Regions from separate parts of the Cricetulus griseus genome. Here region 1 is linked to region 2. The links are chromatin contacts, called in public Hi-C maps. All regions are on one chromosome and are shown on one strand. The core of a region is the stretch at or near the end of the contact, and the rest is flanking DNA. Distances in the headings are between cores, read along the strand shown. Region 1 overlaps Tprg1 (tumor protein p63-regulated gene 1 protein). Region 2 has its middle 130 kb from the start of Tp63.

Region 1 (2,886 bases), core at 69-2,568, 140 kb before region 2:
ATATAAATGAACACTTAGCTGTTGGAGCTGTTGGGCCAACAAGCTCATGAGCTGTGTTCGTGTGAGTTCTGTGTGTGTGTGTGTGTGTGTGTGTGTGTGTGTGTGTGTGTGTGTGTGTGTGTGTGTGTAAGACGGAGAGAGAGAATGCAAGAGACAGACTGACAGACACATTGTGATTTTTGATATCTTAATTATATGGTATAATTTTACAAATATAAAATCAAAAGGTAATTAGTATTTTTCACCATTCTGTGTTTCTGAATGCAAGCCAAACCCTCCCCGGCATGGTTTTCAGGGCTCTTTGCTTCCTAGACAACTATGTTTTGTTCTCAATAACTGTTTTTTCCTAGTTTGACCCATTTTCCAGATTAGATATCTGCTAGTTTCATTGTTTCTCCTTTCTTCCCAGGTCCAAACTATTACCCAGGAAAGACACCTACGCTTTTTAAAGTGGGTTCAAACGCAGGCTGGCTGAGTCCTCTCACACAAGGGATGTCAACAGACATCACATCCCTGTCCAAAAACATGAAGCAGGAAGTATGGAATTTTCTGTCTCAGCCAGTGGATGCACTGTGTTATTTTGGGTGGTGGGTCATCCAGGGGCTCGTGAAGTCATATCTTGTGGGCGTTTGTCGGTTCTTTCAGCAAGCTAGGCCATTGTTGGCTTCTGCTTCCATACTCTCTTCAAACACTGTATCTGCCTGGACATGCAGCTAAGGAGTCAGAGAGAGTGGGGGAGAGGGTGCCATGGGCCAGGTCTTACACGTTTTGTTTTTCTCGTTCTTTTCCATCTCCTCTTTTTCTCTCAGATCTTCTCTCTCCTTAGCTTTTCTCTCCCTGTGTCCCTCCCTCCTTCTTCCTCTCCTCCTCTAGTTTTCTCTCCTTCCTCTCTCAATTCTTCATTTCCTGTCCGTCCTCCTCTATTTCTGTCATTGGTAGCTGGCTTTAATGAAATGATGTTTTCTGGCCTCTCTACAGGTTGCCTGAAGCACTCCGAGACCCACTTTCCCCTCCTCCTTGTTTTGATTCCTCCGAGCAGGCACACACAGCTGGTCCCTTTTTCTTTTTGAGTAAAACCACAATCTACTCAGCAAATCACTGCTTTTCGTTTTTGTTGGCTGGAGGGGGAAGGAACAGATAGGTAAGATGAGGGTTTGCAGCGAGGGGGATGGGACGATAATGACAGACTTGCTGATAATTAATATTTTCTGTCTCTGAATAGTGAAAGTCTTGTCCAAGTCCCCCAGCCAAACTCAAGTTAAACTCTTGGTGTGTGGGTTTAAGTGCTCTGGAGTCTGGCATGCTGGGGCTGGCTCAGAAGGGGTGATGCTGTATGTGTGGAATTTGTGGTTCTCTTTTATTGTTATTACAGAGTAAACTGTGCATATCTGAAAAGGAAACTTTAAATCAACCCACTCGCATGGCAAATTTGTGTACTGGGTCTTCATGACCTAGCCCATCATTTAAACTACCAGAAATTTTATATATTAATTATTAAAGATTGGTGATACTGTAGCTACAAGTCCCCCCCTCTTTTTTTTTTAAATAAAACACTCGTGCCTTGTGTTTGTGCCAGTTTTTCTTTAATGCAAGAAATGTCCTGAAAGTGAGTGGCGGGTAACAATTTCCAGACCCATTTGATGGCTTTCAGCTTTGCTAGAGTTTAAGTTTGAAATGCCTCCCACATGGCTCTCGGGTTCTATTCAGTTATTTTCTTTCAAAAAGCCAAGGTATCATTTCTTATCAGTAATAGAAATTAATGAATAAGACAAGACTTTTCTACAATATGATTTATTGGGAATGTTTGATGCTGTGAAATTAAAGTGCTTTACTTTTTAATGACTGTTTTAGTGGGGAGTAGCTGAGTACATTTAGCATTTCCTTACTACAAAGCAGACGTTTGCAACAGTTCTCTTATAAACAACAAAGGATGGGATGGGTGGGCTCCTGAGAGCCAAGAGAGAAGGCTGCAGGTGAGGAGCGGTCACAGTGCCTATGCCTGCCACTCAATTAATGACATTATGAACACCAAGGGTGGCCAGATATCATTACCTCAGGGTTTGTTTAATCTTCACTGTAACTCTCACAAGGTAGCTTACTCTCTCATTTTTAAAAAGGAGACAAAGTCAGACAGGCAGTGACTACATTACTTGTTTAGGTCACAGAGTGGGCAAGTAAAGCCAGTATTCAAACCTGAAACTTGGGTAAGATCTGTAAAGAACAGGGTAGAGTGGCTAACACTTCACATTTATCCACAGCCATTTTCAGGCTATAATGAAAACAAGGTGTTTGGAGCCAGCCCCTCCTGTGACTGTATAGCATGGCCAGTGGGATTGAACAAAGCCAGGTGCTACAAGGATGTGTGTAGAAGCAGTTCTGTCCAGGTCTCCTAACTTTGGGCCAATATTTCTTCTAAACTAGATAAAATGACCTGCCCATTCCTCCCTTTCTCCAAATCCTTTTGCTCCCTTTCACAGGTCTTGCTTTTTCTTAAACTTTATTGTTTTCTTACAAAACTAGTTTCACACTCATCGAGAATATGCTGCTGGGCACTGGCTTATGAATTATCTCACAGGGTCTGGAAGACCTGGACCTATGACCAACTGGCCCATGTTGTATAGAGTCCCATTCTAGAGACACTGTGCAGCCTCTCTGGAGGCTGAGGTGGAAAGTCCCTTCCAGGACACCTGTCCTGATGTAGTCCATCTATTTGTGCACAGTAGAATGCTTCAAGCCAATGAAGTAGGACCAGATTAATTCAGTCTGCATACTCATGCACAGTAGAGGGAGGCAGACTAGACTCAGATGTGGTCCACATCCTCATGCACAGTAGAGTGTTGCAAGCCATTGAAACAGGACTAGACTCTGATATAGTCCACATTTTCG
Region 2 (3,204 bases), core at 381-2,880:
TGACACATTTTTTTTCTATGAAAGTCAATGAAGGGTAGCCATGCTATAGCTGGCTGCCTCCCAGATGAAATAAAAGAATGGAGGCTACATACAATATCTAAGCTGGCCCTGGAGTTCTGCCTCCTCTTTTATGACTGACTTTTCTTTGAGACGCCCCAGTGTCATGCCACTGCACCCACGCTGCTATTGAGGTATTTTTCTGTTGTTGAACTCCCCTGTGATGCATATTGACAGGTGAGCTAGGATGAGAAATGTAATACCAGCAGTGGCTTTGACACACGAATGCCCAGAATGTGCTTGACAGAGCTGTTTGGCCACTGATCTACCTATTTTCTCTCAACTTGACTGACCACTGTTCCCCGTTTTCTTCTGGTCTAGCCTAGTTCCCTCTCATCCACCAATGACCAAGCCCATGAGAAAAATAAGGCCCTCATTACTGAGAGTCTACCCTAACTATATACCTGATGAAATTAGTTGACATTCAATCAATGCCTTTCCCCCAGGAAGAAAATACAACAGCCCGTGGTGATCAGAAAATGACAGCTATCTCATCTAATCAATGGGTAATGGGGGAGCTCTTATTTAGGTTGTATTTTGGAAAATGGAGTGAAGTTTTAATGAAACATGGAAAATTAGGAGAGTTGTACTGAGTGAGCAATGGTTCAAGGGCATGTGTATATGTGGGGACAGGTTTGGATAATAACACACAGTTCACACAGCTGGAAAAACAATACACCTACAATAGTTGAAGATGTGGGATTTGGTTGAAGATGTGGGATTTGGTTGAAGACGTGGCATTGCAGAACGCCTTGGGCACCAGTGTTTAGAAAAAGGCATGGGTGAGGGCTAGCAGGAGTCCCTTCAGTGGGTATGAACAGAGGTGTGACATGGATAGAAAGGAATATGAGCCTATGATGCAGCTCAGGAGGCACACAATAAAACATGCCAGCTACGGTGGAACACACTTTTAGTTTCAGAGTTTAAGAGGTAAAGGCAGGAGCACCTGGAAGTGGAGGTCAACCTTAGCTGTACAGTGAGCTCAAGGTCAACCTGAGCTTCATGAGACCCTGTCTCTTCTGAACCCCATGGGAAAAGAAATGTTACAATAATTGTCCAAGTAAATGATGGTGAGATCTAAATTTTATAGTGTTAAATCTATCGTGCAAGCAGAAAGTCTCTTGGACTTGACTATTGATTAGCTGCAGAAGACATGAAAGAAAACCATTTGTGGGGTCAAATTATAAAGGCACCTGTTGCCAGGGCTAGAATGCCAAAGAGGCTGTGGATCACATTGAACTTCATGGACACTATGGATAAGTGAGAGTCAACTAGATAAGTGAGAGATGAGCTGAATCTTCAGCTCAATTTTTCTTCCTGGGTTGACGATCCACTGTCTCTGTTATGAGGTGACTGGGCAAACAAGCCACTGAACAAGAGCAGCCTGCAATGAAGAGTGAAGAGCAAAGAGTGGGAAACCTTCCGTGAATACTTTCCTTCAACTCTGCTTGGTTTGGAAACCACGAGTAGAAGCCCAAACCTGTGGCTCCCTTGGATCTCTTCACATCAGAGAGCTACCCGTTGCAAAGCCACAGTAGTTCATTTGCGTCTCAGTTTCACCGCAGGCATCTATCTGACTCATATCGTAGTCAGCCATAGAGGTCAGTACTGCCTCAGAACAAGTCTGGGGTGGAGCGCTGCTCAGCTTCAGTTTGCCTTCTGTTCAAATAGATCTTCATCGTGGAACTGTGACATGGCAAGCATGGGTTTATCTTTTTGTTCTGTAGAAACAATCATTTATAAGCTATAAGTACAGAGATCGTTATTGTGCTTAAGGTTGCAGGGAGTTCAGAGAGTCAGCATAGAGATGGCCCCCTTTCAGTTTTAAATTCAGGCTCAAATGCCCTTTGGAAAACTCGGCAGCCCCTTGGAAGCCGGCGAGAGCTAAAGGAGTGGCAACAAGGCTGAGTTCAGTTCCAGTGAAGTTTCACTTGCAGAAACTTTGGGGAGGTGTTCTAGGAGATCAAGTGGTAGGTCACAGGGTCCCTGTCTGCTGGCACTGTTCAGTCCTGATAAGAAAAAGGCACACAAACAGCTAGGGCAAAAACAATGGGTTTAAGTACATATTTGGGGCTTCATTCAGTTTCTGTGCGGTTAAAAAGATGGGTTTCCAGGTTTTGGCCCCTCTAGTGACATGCTAGGAGAGAGGAGAGATAGGTACCTCTAAGTGGGCCATTCCTTCATAGTCCCAGTGAGCTTAGAAAACAGTACTTTAAAAAGAAAGTGGAACAAGGCTTTTTCCTCAGCTGTCATTAGACACCCTCAAAATCCAAAAAGTAGCCTTAGGGTAGAAGCGCCCTGAGCCAGCACACCCAGGACAAGAAACTGCAGGGCTTGGGGGTCATTGCCAAGTGGTGAGATGAACCTGATAGGGTTCCTAAATAACAGCATGCCCTCAGCCTCAGGCCTGACTTCATGCTATTCCAGTCGTGTGACCTGTCTCCTCCACGGATCTAAGATAACACTTATCGCAGCCGGCCTTGGAATCCGGTTGCTTGTGCGTGGCCCTGCTTTCAGCACTGAATGTGAGCGCAATGACCATGACTTACTCAACTCTATGCCCCAGAACACTTGGCATAGGCCCTGGCCCTCGGCGGATGCCCAGAAACTGTGCAGAGCTGGTTGGAATTTTGGCAGGACTCCTTGCTTCTCACTGGTAAACTTCATGGGTCTTCTTACCTGATTTGCAAAGGATAAAACCCTTCATCTTAGAAAACCTGAATCTGATTTTGGAGACCCTGACTCTAAGAGAAAAATAGAACTGTGATTTCCTTTTTCTAGAAACCTGGGCCAGTCCGTTGCCCTTCCAAACTTATATTTCTGTGGGTGGTTAGAGGGGTGGAAATATAGTATTCTCACTTTTCTCTTTCTTTTATTTTTGCATTGTAAGTTCAAATATTAAATCTTTTTACTCAGTTTCACTTGCTTTATACTGATCCTGGATATAATGCTATTATATCATGTTCTAAATTTGAACAGATACATTGAAAAGATACCAGAGTGAAATACAGAAGAGCAAGCCCAGCACTGCTGTTAATGAGAATCATTATGCATTAACTGGCTGCCACCTTCCAATTACTGAGTAAAAATCTTTTATAAGTAGCAGGGCATTTTCCCCTTTTACTATCTTTTACAATTTTTTGAGGT

The links. A called contact is a pair of places that touch in the nucleus more often than the background predicts.
Region 1: a Hi-C map of the CHO-K1 cell line shows a contact between it and region 2, with 2.8 times the contacts expected there. The contact joins two enhancer-like sites. A contact is called at or near these places in 3 of 8 Hi-C or Micro-C datasets (the CHK-Q cell line and the CHO-K1 cell line).

What each region holds. Positions count from the first base shown.
Region 1 is chr4:63,587,978-63,590,863 of CriGri-PICRH-1.0, reverse strand. The region is part of intron 3 of Tprg1 (tumor protein p63-regulated gene 1 protein); the gene reads left to right. Among named protein-coding and RNA genes, the nearest start is that of Tprg1, 69 kb to the left of the region's middle. Within about 2 kb of position 1,318, at least 1 of the 6 cell types and tissues checked has open chromatin away from gene starts, as enhancers often do. A contact at or near this core is called in the CHO-K1 cell line, where this site is marked.
Region 2 is chr4:63,446,432-63,449,635 of CriGri-PICRH-1.0, reverse strand. No RefSeq gene overlaps it. Among named protein-coding and RNA genes, the nearest start is that of Tp63, 130 kb to the right of the region's middle. Within about 2 kb of position 1,630, at least 2 of the 6 cell types and tissues checked have open chromatin away from gene starts, as enhancers often do. A contact at or near this core is called in the CHO-K1 cell line, where this site is marked.